Linked DNA regions of Mus musculus: region 2 is linked to region 1. Evidence: chromatin contacts called from public HiChIP or PLAC-seq data. All regions are on one chromosome and are shown on one strand. Each heading gives the region's core, a stretch centred on a gene start, on an enhancer-like site or on the middle of the called end of the contact. The rest is flanking DNA. Distances are from core to core; before and after follow the strand shown. Region 1 overlaps Gucy1b2 (guanylate cyclase 1, soluble, beta 2). Region 2 holds the start of Gucy1b2 (guanylate cyclase 1, soluble, beta 2).

What was found. HiChIP or PLAC-seq counts read pairs in DNA pulled down with a chosen protein or histone mark.
Region 2: an H3K27ac HiChIP or PLAC-seq map of stem cell-derived neural progenitor cells shows a contact between it and region 1, with 2.0 times the contacts expected there. The contact joins the promoter of Gucy1b2 here to the enhancer-like site in region 1. A contact is called at or near these places in 6 of 39 promoter capture datasets (cranial neural crest, embryonic stem cells, macrophages and 3 more), 5 of 484 Hi-C or Micro-C datasets (cerebral cortex, embryonic stem cells, liver and 1 more), 4 of 115 datasets of contacts at active chromatin or transcription factors (embryonic stem cells, heart atrium, neural progenitor cells and 1 more) and 3 of 9 other capture datasets (adipose tissue, liver and pancreatic islet).

Annotation. Positions count from the first base shown.
Region 1 is chr14:62,414,809-62,417,730 of GRCm38.p6, reverse strand. It overlaps Gucy1b2 (guanylate cyclase 1, soluble, beta 2), which reads left to right. Exons shown (of 17, transcript NM_172810.3): 8 at 420-531; 9 at 1,727-1,830. Among named protein-coding and RNA genes, the nearest start is that of Gm35468, 24 kb to the left of the region's middle. Within about 2 kb of position 1,465, at least 57 of the 459 cell types and tissues checked have an H3K27ac peak or open chromatin away from gene starts, as enhancers often do. A contact at or near this core is called in cerebral cortex, heart atrium, neural progenitor cells and 1 more, where this site is marked.
Region 2 is chr14:62,454,887-62,457,586 of GRCm38.p6, reverse strand. It overlaps Gucy1b2 (guanylate cyclase 1, soluble, beta 2), which reads left to right and starts at 1,298. Exons shown (of 17, transcript NM_172810.3): 1 at 1,298-1,511. The coding sequence starts at 1,389. Gm41172 (a long non-coding RNA gene) reads right to left here and starts at 1,120. Exons shown (of 3, transcript XR_874685.1): 1 at 1,030-1,120.

The DNA of each region.
Region 1 (2,922 bases), core at 216-2,715:
CAAATGTTCCTTGTCATACTTAACTAGCCCACGCCTGTGCATCTTTAGTTGCTACAAATCTTTTGCTGCTGTAAAGGAAGGCTGAGGAAAGCATCCTTCCAACTGCTTTCTCCACATTTCCTAGTTAACCCTGGGACATAGTCTCAGAGCAACACATAGGAAAGCATGAGCATCTAAGGATTCCCTGGAGATCTTGAAAAAAAAATATCTAGCTGCCTTTTGTAGAAAGACGGAGTTGATGAGTACACCTGAGAGCTCCAGGTTCTTGATTAGAAGTGACCTTGTAAGCACACACACTATCCGTTCAGCCACCATCATGCTTCCGTATATAAAGATGGGCTCAGCAGCAGCAGCAGGAGGGCTTGTTCATCTCCAGTCCTGTGACCAGGTACCTGTGCTTCATCTCCTTCCCTCTGCAGTCTCTTCAGGGAACACTCCTTAGGAAGAAGGAGAGGTATTTAAGCATCCCTGTTTGCCCTGGGGAGAAATCTCACTCAGCTGTTGTGAGGGCATCAGTCCTGCTTGGAAAAGGTAGGTGTGCTGTTCTGCTGGCTTCAACTCTTAGATCAGGACAACTGCCTGCTTTGCAGGGGAGGAGCCCCATACACAAATAGGGCAAAGCTTCCTGCAATTTCAAAGCCCCTGATTCCCGCAGAGCTTGGCTTTGGCATCTGTGGTCTTAACTTTAAATATCAGCTTCCAACTTGCCACAAATCAGCTCTTTTGTTTGTGCTGGGTGACATGGAGACACTGTCATCTCTGTAATCAGGAAAGCCACTAGCTTGGACTCAGTCCCAGATCCTGACTGTGGTGAAGAGACTGGGCACAGACATACTAGCCACAGTGAATTCTGCATTGCTTCTGGACCCAGACCTTGACTGGGATGTGTTTCTGGACTGGAAATCAGTGGCTAACCACAGCTAGCCAGCAGTACAAGGGACAGAGGGCAAGAACCAAGAAAGTGCATTTCTGTCTCTGTGACATGAGACAATGCAATCCCTTCCAGCTTTCCATTTACAAAGTAAAGGTGGTAAGGTCATCACAGCAGGTCTTTGGGCACTGAGCTGACCTGCCAGCCAGCACCTAACTCAAGTCTGAATCAGAGCTCTGACCCCAGTGGAGGAAGGGAGCTAGATGCTCCTTGTCATGGCCTGGTAGGTCAAATGACAGGCATCTGGGTGAAGGTCTGCAGGGCTCAAAGAGCTGCATTCTGAGTCCTTCAAGCTGTAGCAAACACAACTGACATCCTTTGTCTAGGAGATTTTCATATCAAAAAGGTTCCATTGAGAATCTGCAACCCCTGCCAAATGGGACTGTTGGTTAAATTTTCACGTGCCACCCTAAACTGTCAGTCTATAAAGCTCCATGGCAAATGTCCCTGATGCTGGGCCCGACACACACTCGCTCCTCTTCTGGCTCATTGTCCGCTTGTCACCGTCTCAATGCCAGCTCTGTTTTCATGGTGAGACAGACTCAATTGGCCCAGAAACTAACTCTTCAGCAGCAGGCAGAAACTTGGCAGGGGGCAGGAGGGCTTCTCAACCTGGTCGCAAATTTTCTGTTTGTTTTAATTTGGACAATAATTGCAGTGGCCATCTGGAGAAGCTGAGGGAGCCTGTGCTAAAGAGTGGGAATCACACTCAGCCTGTGACACACTTAAGATTCTAACCCTGTCTGAGCAGCTCTGTGAGGGCCGCTCATTAGGGCTTTCTTTCTCTGTGTCCAGGGCCCCTTGGGGACACCTTCCAGCCTGTCTTTCCTGAGAGACTGTGGATTGAAGAGGAGGTGTTCTGCAATGCTTTTCCTTTCCACGTTGTCTTTGACGAAGCAGTAAGAGACCCTTTCACTCAGAAGCTTGGGATAGGGCGTAAATCAGGGTTGGAGAGTCCAGTTCACCACCATTACAGCTGTAAGGTCTTAGATCCCTGAGTTCACAGGGCTCAAGAGACTAGACTCTGCCCTGGAGGGTCTCCTGACGTTCCTTTATGTTATAGGCTCGTCTGGAATTCATGATCTTCTTAAGGTAAACATAGCAAGGGAGTTGAACCAGCGAACAAATGGGAAAGCTTATGATCAGAAAGAAAAGCTGGAGGAAGACTTTAAAATTCACTCCAGAAAGACACACCAAGACTGCAGCCTATACCCATGGTCGTAAAAGTGACCTGCCACCCCCTGTGACTGCAGCAGACCCGCAATCCCATCCTGCTTCATTTCCTGCGTCTTAGTAGAGCGTTATGCTGTGTTCTGGGGGGTGGGGAGGGTGGGAGTGGGGTGGAGGTGGCTGTGAGAATGAGCATTTAAATTTGATTGCTATCAGTTTCCCAGGATAAAAATATCTTTCTTTTTCTTGAGCTTGCATGTGACAGCTCACATCCGTAATCCTAGCACTCAGGAGGCTGAGGCAAGAGTTAAGTTCACAATCAGCATGGGCTACGTAGCGAGTGACAAAGCAAACCATATGTAGATATAGATGATGTAGACACAGGAACTGAGCTGACTTTAAAAATTTTTTTACCTAAAGGGCATGTAGGCAAAAATGAATTTAGTCAAAAGTGCCAGGTCAGCCACTATGAATATCTCTAGTGTTTATTGGAACTCATCTGCATGCCACTGCCAGCTGACTACAGCATGAACACTAACGACGACATGCACTTACCTAAGGACAGTATCTTCCCTCAGAGAAGTGATGGTATTACAGCGGTAAATACACACCCCTAGGCAGAATTATAAGTCAATGAATGCCAGCAATTCTTCAGAGCCACAAGGTTACTATTACTTGTGCCATTAATGTTCTCAATCCAACCTGCTCTAAATGGTCCCCTTTCAACTTTTGGGTACAGAATAACAGAAACGGAATGATACACGAGGTTTGTTTTGTAGCTTGCCTGAGTTCTTATGGTTTGTAAAGGCCCTGAAGCACTA
Region 2 (2,700 bases), core at 49-2,548, 40 kb before region 1:
GCAGGTTCACGCCGCCTGGAGGCGAGCTGGGCTCGTGGGTGAACGTCCTCACTGTGGAAAAAGCCTATGTTTTTTCTGGCTTTCTGGATCCCAAGCGAAGGCGCTGATGCGAAATGAAAGGAGTAAGTGCCCAAGTCCCGGTCCACATGCAAATCAAAACTCCATCTTCCAGTGTACCTGATTGAGAGAGCTTTTATCTATCTATCTATCTATCTATCTATCTATCTATCTATCTACCATCTATCCATCCATCCATCCATCTCATTTATTTTTGAAAGAGTCAAGTATTATTGACTTTCCTAGAAAAGGGATATCACTTGATTCACTAAGCTGCTGCAGTGTGGCAGCTACAAGAAAACCTCTGGTTTCTCTGCACCACTGTTTTGTCTTTCGAGGGAGTTAATGGTAAGAGGACCAACTTTACAGGGTCACAGTAAGGAGGAAAGGAAATTACGTAGAATCTAATGACATTGCTCACACCCACTGGTGAAAACCCAGCAGTTTTGTGTGATTTATCCTAAACCAGGAGGAATGTGCGGGACCCAGTACTGCGCAGCGTGTGGTTAAAAGCAAATGATTTCCGTAGCTGTTGTGATGGGTCTAAAGCACGGCTGTCCGCTGTGGCTGTTTAGGGGGATGGACTGTCTTCTGGGATTGGCTCCTCTGACTTTTGCATGCTGAATTAATAACTATTGAGATAGGTCTGGAAGAAATGTGGAGCCTTTGTTTCAGACTGTATTTATCATTATCATCATTATTAATAATTATTGTTTGTTTCTGAGAACGGGTCTTACTGCCTTGAGCTCCCCATTCCCCTGCCTCAGCTGTCCTAGAGATTACAAGCACCAATCACAACGCTGCTCTCCCGACACTCTTGTTTCATTTTGTTTTGTTTTTAAAGACAGGGTCTTGCCCTGTTGCTCAGTCTACTATGGAGAACAGTTTCCCTCCCCAGTGTTCCAAATGGCAAGGCCAATAGCCAGTCCCATGGTGACTGGCTGGAAAGCCTGGCTTTTACCCCAGCCTTACCTTTAGCCCACTTATCCCCACTTAGCCACCTGTCAGTGAGATGTTAGCCACGCCAGGGGAGTCAATCAGATAGCGTACAATGCTACACAGATGCAAAGGGAAAACAGTCAGTCAAACCAGAGAAGGGTGGGACTTCTCCGCCCGCGCAGATCCTTGCCCCTGCGAGATGCCTTGTCCAGCATTGCTTCCTTAACCAATAGCTAAAGCTTATTTAAGCATGTGGTATCCTCTAAACAATGAAAGCTTGTTTCTCATCGCACAGGATGCTAAGTCTGTCTTGCTGGGTCAGCTTACATGTAATCAGAAGTGTGTGTGTGTGTGATGAGGTTGTATTTACAAACACCTGTCTAATTGAAAGGATGGTGATGTCTGAAGTGTTGTGTGCTGAGTATACGCTAAAAGTTAAAATGTCAGACACAGCAGACGGTGTGCTGTATGAGCCTCTGCGAGCGGAGTTTAGGAGCAAGCGAACCCATCTACAGGTACAGTGAGGAGCGCAGTGGGAGAGGTTGGGGGTGGCTGAATAGGGGCACCAAGGGAACTTGCTGGACAATGCAGACACTCCATTTATATCTGGGTATGAGTTATGCTAGCATATATGTTTGCCGTAATTTGTGAGACTATTCACTTCAGAGCAACAAAGGAAGTCACAAACAAACAAAACAACAAAACAAAATAATAAAACCCTCTCAACCCCCCAAAAAGCCAAAAAACTGGTCTCTCAAAACAATGATCCCAGAATATACAGGGAAGCCCGTGATGTCATGGGAACGGAGGGGTGTCTTCCCATACAGTAACAAGTCCTCCCCAGCTGCTAATGCATCTGAAAAACCTACGAGATGCCAGCTAATCTTGCAGACAGCTTCGAAAGCCAGGGACAGCCTTCCTCATGCACACGCTGTCTGTGTCTTTTCAAATGTTTACAGAGTATTTACAAAGAGTAGTCCTTTGGGTGGCAGTTGTAATTAGGGAAACTGGCAGAGAAAATTAACACATACCATAAAAGAGGGATAATTAGTCCTCTGCCATATACAATATTATTATCAAAAGGCATTCACCCTGGAATCCGATTGGTTTATACACACTGGCCTCATAGGGACGCTCCTCCCTTCCACATCACTCTGGGTATGAAGCTGCCACGTTCCTTGGATGATGGGCCATATGGTACTTAACATCAGAATGAAAATGAGCTCGTGCTTCTTATGTGAGATGCTAAAATTTATTAGAAAATCAGAAAGCCTAATTTCCACCAAGTTCCTGAGACCTACCATCTGCTTCATGAAAAAGAAAGAGGGAGTTGGTTTTTTTTTTAACCATTTGCTTATTGTGAAGTGTGAGCATGAGTGTTTGTGTGTGTTTGTAAAAGCGGGGAGGGGGCTGAGGGCTGTAAGAGGGGGGGATCAGAGCAAGTACACTTGGCAGGGCCGAAAGAGCTGTCAGCTGAATGTGGTGGGAAGGTTTGGGAAGCATAATTATGGAAATCATCTATCTTGGAGACATTTTCTCAGGACCACACGTCCTCTCCACAGAGAATCAGCACAGAGTCTTCTAGCTTTTGCAAGTACACAAAATCACTCTTCTGGAGTGAAGAGGCAGCTTCCCTCAGTCCTGGTGTCTCTGAGGGTCTGGCCTCTCCAGAGCATAGCTGGAGCCAGCCAGTGAAGACAGGAA